Linked DNA regions of Mus musculus: all the other regions are linked to region 1. Evidence: chromatin contacts called from public Hi-C data. All regions are on one chromosome and are shown on one strand. Each heading gives the region's core, a stretch centred on a gene start, on an enhancer-like site or on the middle of the called end of the contact. The rest is flanking DNA. Distances are from core to core; before and after follow the strand shown.

Region 1 (2,633 bases), core at 50-2,549:
AGAGAGAGAGAGAGAGGGAGAGAGAGAGAAAGCGCCTAGGAGATCACAGGAATTGCTTTCCAGTCCAGGCAGAACAGAAGGATTTCAGAGTCTCACTTACACCAGGCTTTAGTGGGAACCCTATAGTGTGAAAAGCTAAAAATCCTAGGCTCAGCTCTTTGTTATGCAAAAGAATTAAACAAATGCCCTTTACTTTCAATTACTTTATCATGTCTGTTGTTGGAAAGACTTGTACTAAGCAAAATTCAACATATAACGAAGCCATAGCTTTCTTCAATGTGATTCAAACTTGATGCAATGCTTTAAAAGGACCAGAGCCTATCTGATAAGCCTCTAGGAACCACCCATTCTTGTCTTCCTTTGCCCTGTAATGGCCAGTGATGTAATAGCCACAGCAGACAGCTGTCTTCCTGGATAAAATCACCTTGTAGAGGAGAAATGCAATTAGAAGGCGCAATGAAACATCATTTTAAACTGATTCTGCAGGCTGCCACATCCCACTCAGGGTTTAACAGCTACATTCTTTATTACTGTTTCCTAGTCTGGGCGACTACTTTGTGATTCAGTATCTACAGAAGACTGAGGTTCTCAGTTCTGTCTGTGTTACACGTAGTCAGAGACAAATACAGGACGGGACAGGGAAGCTTGTCCCTGAGGGCTGCAGGTGCCCACGCTCACCAGAGCTGGGCATTAACAGCAACAAGTTTCTGTGAGGTCAATGGGGCAGGATGTGACAAAGTTGTCACCATAGCTTGGTGGTCTCCCATGCCACCTGTCACTTTCCTTGGGCACTCCCCTAGAGTCCCAACATTTTATTTTAAAGGTTTCAGATACAGATCCCACATCATCCACGGCTCTGCTGTCTGCTGCTTTAGGTTCCAGCCGTCAACCACAGTCTGAAACATCTTCAGATAAACAATGTGGCATCCCAGAACTTACATTCCAAGAACATTACTCGACTCAGGCCTGCAGCTAGACTTGCCAAAGAGAAGCTGGAAAGGACTCTTGGAAGTGAAAAAGCAGTTTCCAACTTGATTTAAAAAAAATTAAAACACGCTGAGGTTCCTAAGATCTGTGGCAACAAGAGTCTTCTGTCTGTGAAACTGGGAAGAAAGCACACTACTCTCCCACTGTGGACACCGTGGATTAGGCCACACCACATACGGGTTCATATGGAAAAATGCACTTGGACTCATGAAATTCAGTACTCAATTTCCATTATCTGTGAACACGTTCTACAGATAAGGGCATGAGTGTGCCTATAAACACAGGCAAGAGTACAGAGAGCCTGACTGCCCAGCAGCACCAAACATAACAAGACGGTCTCATGACCCCACTCCAATAGCAGTGGTATACTGCCCACATGCTTGGCAACAGGATGCTGGCGTATTTAAAGTCGGTGTGGCCCATCCATCACTCTGCCTGAGGCCTGTGAGCACCTCAAGCTGTGTGTGCCTTGAGAGGAATGCTTCCTCCCTCCCTCTGTTTACAAGTTCTCTCTGTGCCATGATGTTCCTGGCCTGGCCGTCCACACACCTCACCTGCTCCGAGTGGAAAGGACACAGGAGTACACAGAGAGTGGATCAAAGGTCCCAACAGAGGCCAGATGGGAAGGGGGCTGGGAACATCAGGCATCCTTCGACAGGCGGTCCTCTGAGTTCGCGGAACCAGAACCCCTCTGGCTGAAACAAGGAGCAGAGTTCTGCCATATGTCTCCAGTACTACAGTCCCGACAAGCTACAGATTTTGGTCTGTGGCTATTATCTGAATGGAACACAGATCTCTCAAGTGAAGAGAAGCAGTTTTTACAACATATATGCTAATGAATTGCAACGATATAGAGCATTTAAAACAAAATGTCCCTATATTTATTCTCCATGGACAGATTTTTGCATTAATATTTATGAGGGGTTCCTCGTTTATTTCTCCCAGAGACTTCTCTCCTGCCCAAAGAAAGGGGATAAAAGATAAGTAACATGAACCAATTATCTTTTAAACAGCTACAAAGGACTAGCTTATTCATCTGCAACCTGCCACTTGATTATCTTCCTAATATACCACTTTCCACATACTGGGCCTTGCTCGCCAGCCCCAAGGGCCTGCTCTTCCATAGTGTGCTAAGGCTGGCTTTTGGGCCCAGTCCTCTGTGAAAGGCTCCAAGCCCAAGCCCTGTACCGCACCCTTCTCCTACAATCCTCTTCTGTCTGTCTAAATGGTCCTTGGTTCCTGACCACTTAAACACTCAGTACTTATGGCTACAGTTCACCATGAGTCCTGGGCACTGTGATCACATCTAAAATTTCTTGTAAGCATTCTTGGGAAGCGAGCAGATGACTCAGTAGTTAAAGTAGCTGCCACACAAGCATGAGGACTTGAGCTCGATCCCCAGCACCTATGGTGCTTCATATTTATAATCACATCACTGGGGAGAAAGACACAGAAGGATGCCAAGATCTAACTGGCCAGACACCCTAAGAGTATAAAGAGCATCTCAGTACCAGAAACGGACCCTGACTCCACTAACAAGGTGGATGTTAGGTGGACACCAGAGGCTGAACTCTGCTCTCCACAAGCAAGCAAGCAAGCAAGCAAGCAGAGACAGTGAGAGACACAAAGGCACAGAGAAAGGTGTT
Region 2 (2,633 bases), core at 75-2,574, 150 kb before region 1:
GCTGTCTTTCCAGCCCTCTCAAAATAGCAATTTATTTTCTTAGTTCTGAAGGTAGAAATCCAAAATCAAATCAAGATGTTGACAGGGCAAATCAGAGAGCTTTCTATGCCCCTTTGTTGGGCTCAGGCTTCTGTAAGCCGCTGGCTACTGACTCTATCACTCTGCTGCCCTCCCTGTTTCTGTGTGGCTATTCCTCTGGTAGGGGTGTGTGTGTACAAAATATACAATATTGGTCATGAATGAGAAAGGTTGGGAGACACAGGAGGAACCCAAAAAGTAGTTTAAAAGTTCAGATTCTCTGAGCTTAATTCCAAATGTCTTTGCTATCCAGTCCTAACCTGTCTTTACTGCACCAATGCCAGCACCCAGGACTCAAGAGGTTCTCCATAGATACTGATGGGCCAGAGGGATGAATGTATGGATGGGTGGGTGGATGAATGAATGAATGAATGAATGCAGCAGCCTTTTTTGTCTGCAGCCATAGAAGCTGATGTGTTGTTAGACCCTGCATTTCCCACTCGGCTCTGCTCGTACCAGCCTCCATATGCGGTTAGGTCATTGATATTCACAGAATTCTTTCCAGCATTGATTACTGAGACAGAGCACCCCTCCCCCAAACCTCGTCAACTTTCCTGCCCCTCCCCACCAAGGGAGCCTCTGTCCAGCCTCCTGATTAATTCCCTTCCATGAATGTTCTGATGAAACTGTGTGCTCACGCCCGCCGAGCAGCCTCCGTATCCTGGATCATTTCAAAGCTATTTTGCTCTTTGTGGCTTGTATTCATTAGCTGTGGCAGAGGTCATGAGGTCCGGGCCGGCTCGGTGGGGCCACCTCTGAGCAGGCAGTTTCCCTGGAAGGGAAGTTCTTCCTAGCCTGCTGAGGGTGGAGAAGGTCATGCTGGCCAGACCTGGTGGCTTGAAATCTGTGAGAGGGAGCAGGCGCCTGGCAGGAGAAAGGGTTGCTCTCAAAGGAGCGAATATTAGACTGAGCCACATGAGATTTCTGATATGCAGCCTTTTGTGCACCCATGAAAGCAGCAGGCTGGTGGAATAGAGTCATCTGAAGTACAGAGAGGGTGGGAGGGAAGGAGTGGGGCTCTAGTAGGCAGGTAGCTACAGGAGTGGTCCCTGTCTTGTGGACGGTGGTTTAGGGGTGCTCTTACAGGAATGGGGGGGAAATTGCCAGCATTTGAAGCATTGGAGCCCAGAGACCTGAGCTCTGGAACTTGTCTGTGGCTTGGGACTGCAACTGGGTGTGCCCTCCACCCCCACAGCATAGATTGGCCATTTTTAGTTCAATGTGAGGCCATGGCGCTGTCCGTGGTGCTGAACCCCTATTGGCTGGGCTCAGATGTGGGGCTTATGCTTGAGTGCCACGGAAGACTGTCTACCATCTTTCAGGGAGTCTGGAGCCCAGAGAAGGACGTGGCAGAGGACAGGGGTCAGTGTGAAAGTAACCTCTCACTCCACAAAGAAACAACTGCTAGCTGTCTCTGGAGAGGGAGCAGTTTAGTATACTGCCATTACTAAACTATTATCACTCTGGGGACACATGCTCTTTCTCTCTATGTCCCTAATGCCATCCTAAAAGCAAAGGTGAAATCAGTCATGGGTCTTCACCCTCTGACTGTACCTACCGTCGTTCCTCTTGCCTGTAAGCTCTCTGCAGGCTGCTTTGTTCTTGTTGCTGTACTCCGCTGCCCTGCCTCATCATCTGACCCCAGCAGTCCCTGCCTGGCCACACCTTTCCAGGAAGCCTCTCTTGACTACTTCATTCAGCCCAGCCTGGCCTCTCATTCCTCTGACCCCATTCTGACCTCAGAGCTAAGTTTAGCAAGCAACACTTTCCAAGGCATTCTTTCTCAGCTCTTTCTTTCTCCCTCCCTCCCAGCTGCATGCTCTCAGGGGACCTGGCTCTTGCTTTCTCTGTCCTTGCAGCAGAGCCAAGGCTGCTGTGTGCGTGGATATCAGCAGCAGCACCATCAGCCACCATGAGTGAGGGCTACTGCTGTGTAGGCAGTTTCTGTGCTATTTCTCACTGGAGACTCACAGGGAATCTGCAAAGCTGGTCCTATTGTGTCACCGTCATAATAGGAGGCCCAGAGGGATCCAGTAACCTGCCTAAGCCATAGAGGCATGAGAACCAGGGTTCAACCGAAGGTCTGTCTGGCCCCAGAGGCCAGCTCTTAATCACCAGCTAGTCTCTCTGAGGCATGGCAATGACCCACAACTGAAACCCATTCTGCCACTGACTTGGGGTGAAATTGTGTCACCGAGGGACCAGCATTAGAGAGTGGGGGGAATCATGAGTTTTTACCGGGAGGGAGCTGAGAGGGCTGTATTATTTTCCTTTCCTGAACAACATTCTCATACCTTAGGAATGGCATTAATGTCCAAAACACTTATTGAGCGCCACTGCATGCCCTGCATTATGAATTATGATAAGGACTGGGTCAGATAGCCACAAATACAACACACACTGACCCATTAGTCTATGATAGAAAGTTTAAGAGAGAGAATTAGAAAATAATAACACAGCTCAGATCCAGACCAGGGACCCCACCAATAGATGGCACTATCTTCTATGCTTTCTTTTGAAAAGACCCTGGTGTATTCTAAAAGTGGTACAGACTC
Region 3 (2,633 bases), core at 48-2,547, 130 kb before region 1:
CACGAGCAGAGACAGCCTCCCAGAGTTAGCGAGTGTGGGAAGAGCATACAACATCAAACACAACATCAAACTTGTTTGCTTTTCTCAGATGAGATCTCATGTAGCCCAGGCTGGCCCTGAGCTCCTGCTTTCCTGCCTCTAACTCCCCAGTGCTGGGATTATAGGTGTAGACCACCTTGCCAGGCAAAGACGCACATTAACCTTACCTTAGCTCATGTTTTCTTGGCATTAAGCATGTGCACACTGTTGGCACCACCTTCTGTCTCCAGACCACTCTCACTTCCCCATTACTCACTGAGTCACACATCTACCCTCAGCCTCTGGGAGAGGCCATGGGCCGAGCCAGAGACACTTCACTGTGTGGTAACTGTAAGTATCACTGTGTCAAGAGTTGTAGACACCCAAAGCTACTCGATGTCACTGGGAGAAATGAATGTAAATTAAAGCAGAGGCATACCATGCTCATGAACAGGAAGGCTGCATATGCTCTTTACAGTCAATAGGTTTTTCCTTTTTTTAGAAAAATACCTTTATTTTTATGTATGCATGCAGTACCAACAGTAGCCAGAAGGGGGCTCCAGGTCTCCTGGAGCTGGAGTTAAAACCAATCATGAGCTGCCATGTGGGTACGGGGGAAACTGGGTCCTCTACAAAAGCAGCCAGTGCTCTAATCACTGAGCAGCCTTTCCAGCCCCAGGTTTTTCCTAGACTTTGATAAGCTGATTCAGAAAGGAAATGAGAACCAAATAGATCTCAAGGCTGCTGCTGCCACACCACCAGACTCAGACATGTTGTGAGGCCAATGCCACAAGGACATTGAGTGACTGGCAAACTGATCCACAGAACAAGAAGTAAATCCAGACGTAAAGCCCCCCCCCCAATCAACCCACCACTGTCAACTAAAATAGTATCAGCTAGGATAACCTCAGTGTCCTGGAGGCAGACCATCCCTAAACATACCTCAGAGATAAAGATGCCTGTGGAAGGATTAGAGGGTCTGAAAACCAAAGAGAAAACTGATGGGTGGAAATAGCTCAGATAATGGGAAGGTATCTGTGGTGAGACAGCACTAGCCATAGCAGAGAAAAGGTGTGTGGGGGGCTGCAGTGAGGCTGTCCATCAAAAGAGCCCAAAGCAAAAACATGGGGGTGGGGGCGGACAGTTCACAGAGGGAGAGATCCCAGAGTGGGAGCCTGCCTAGAGAAAGGGGCCAGGGGAAAAGGCACATGCCAAGAAAGGGCCCAAGGAGAGAGCCAGAGCGAGCCAGAGAATGACTGGGGGCGGGGGTGGGGAGAGTCAGAGAACATAGGAAGTGGGCCCAGGGAGGCTAGCTCTCAGTCATCCTTCACAAAACATTACGTTTTAGAAGTTAGTAAAAAAGATTTATGGAATGGAATGTTACAACAGGCTCCCAGGAAAAGCAAGTTTCACACCAAGTTGTACATAAAAAACAAACCAGAAACAACTGTCACAGTTACTGTTGTCAACTGGCAGGCTCCGGACTCCCGTCAGATGCAAGCCTCTGGGCGTGCCTGTAAGGGACATATTTATTGTTAATTGAAGTAGGGAGGCACACTCTAAAAGTGGGTGGTGGCAATCCAGGACCAGGGCTCCTAGACAGCTGTGGCTCCTGGGATGCTGCTAAGCCTTATGACCTGGGTTCAATTCCCAGGACCCCCACCCCACCCCATGGTGGAAGGAGGCAACCAGCTTCCACAAGATGCTCTCTGAATCTCCTCCCACCCACATGCTTTGGAAGGCATTGGGTGTGGGTGCTTGCCGCCCCACATGGTAGAAGGAGAGACCGGGACTCCCAACAGTCATCTTTTGATCTCCACTCACCTGCTGTGGCCAATGCACTCACCACCCCCACACATATGTACACACAAATAAATAAATACTTAAAAATTGAACGCAGCCTAGAACTGGGAAAGATGAGCAGCTATTCTTGGCAGCAAGCAAGGACTGAAGAAGGATGCAGGGACTTGACACCCCAACCCCACAGCGGCAGCAGCAATGTAGCCCAGGAGAAGTGCCCACCCACCCACTCACCTCAGATCGATCGCTGGGTGAAAAGTGGACACCTACACGGTAGAATGTCACTCACCCTGGAGAAGAAGGAAAGACGTGATGACATATGCTCCAACACCGGTGAGCATATGTGGACATTGTGCTAAGTGAGAACTAGCCAGTGAGTAAAGGTTAAGCGACAGGTCCATCCAGGCGAGGGACCTTTGAGAGTCAAGTTCAAACAGAGCTGAGGCTGGGAGGAGGGGCTGATGTTTGTGGGAAGCACTGGGGAGAAAGAAGTGTCCTAGAGATGGATGCCAGTGACTGCGGCACAGTGATGGCGCTCTGTGTGCTTCAAGTCACCCAAACCACGCCCTGAAGACAACAAAAGTTATGTAGTTATGCATATTTTAGCATAATAAAAGAATCAAAGAGCCAGTGGAGAAGACTGGTAGAGAGGTCTGAGCAACAGGAGTGCCTGGCTCTGCTCCTTAAAGGGCACTAAAGGAGCCCATGGAACATGGAGGCTGGCCCTGTACCACCCTGTACCCCAGTGATGGAGCCCAGGTGGTGTCCTTCACAGGAAGACAGGGAGGCCAGAGGGCTGGAGAAGTGAAGGATCC

The links. Hi-C and Micro-C count contacts between places; a contact is called where the count stands out from the background.
Region 2: a Hi-C map of the N1E-115 cell line shows a contact between it and region 1, with 3 times the contacts expected there. The contact joins two enhancer-like sites. A contact is called at or near these places in 1 of 15 datasets of contacts at CTCF or cohesin (large pre-B cells), 3 of 484 Hi-C or Micro-C datasets (the N1E-115 cell line, cortical neurons and nephron progenitors), 4 of 115 datasets of contacts at active chromatin or transcription factors (differentiating embryonic stem cells and embryonic stem cells) and 1 of 9 other capture datasets (embryonic stem cells).
Region 3: a Hi-C map of the N1E-115 cell line shows a contact between it and region 1, with 1.7 times the contacts expected there. The contact joins two enhancer-like sites. A contact is called at or near these places in 1 of 15 datasets of contacts at CTCF or cohesin (pro-B cells), 4 of 484 Hi-C or Micro-C datasets (the N1E-115 cell line, cortical neurons, embryonic stem cells and 1 more), 2 of 115 datasets of contacts at active chromatin or transcription factors (both in embryonic stem cells) and 1 of 9 other capture datasets (embryonic stem cells).

The regions. Positions count from the first base shown.
Region 1 is chr2:29,420,992-29,423,624 of GRCm38.p6, reverse strand. All of the region lies in intron 3 of Med27 (mediator complex subunit 27), which reads right to left. Among named protein-coding and RNA genes, the nearest start is that of Mir133c, 53 kb to the left of the region's middle. Within about 2 kb of position 1,299, at least 41 of the 459 cell types and tissues checked have an H3K27ac peak or open chromatin away from gene starts, as enhancers often do. A contact at or near this core is called in the N1E-115 cell line, where this site is marked.
Region 2 is chr2:29,572,467-29,575,099 of GRCm38.p6, reverse strand. No RefSeq gene overlaps it. Among named protein-coding and RNA genes, the nearest start is that of Gm30761, 27 kb to the right of the region's middle. Within about 2 kb of position 1,324, at least 46 of the 459 cell types and tissues checked have an H3K27ac peak or open chromatin away from gene starts, as enhancers often do. A contact at or near this core is called in the N1E-115 cell line, where this site is marked.
Region 3 is chr2:29,552,110-29,554,742 of GRCm38.p6, reverse strand. No RefSeq gene overlaps it. Among named protein-coding and RNA genes, the nearest start is that of Gm30761, 6.7 kb to the right of the region's middle. Within about 2 kb of position 1,297, at least 19 of the 459 cell types and tissues checked have an H3K27ac peak or open chromatin away from gene starts, as enhancers often do. A contact at or near this core is called in the N1E-115 cell line, where this site is marked.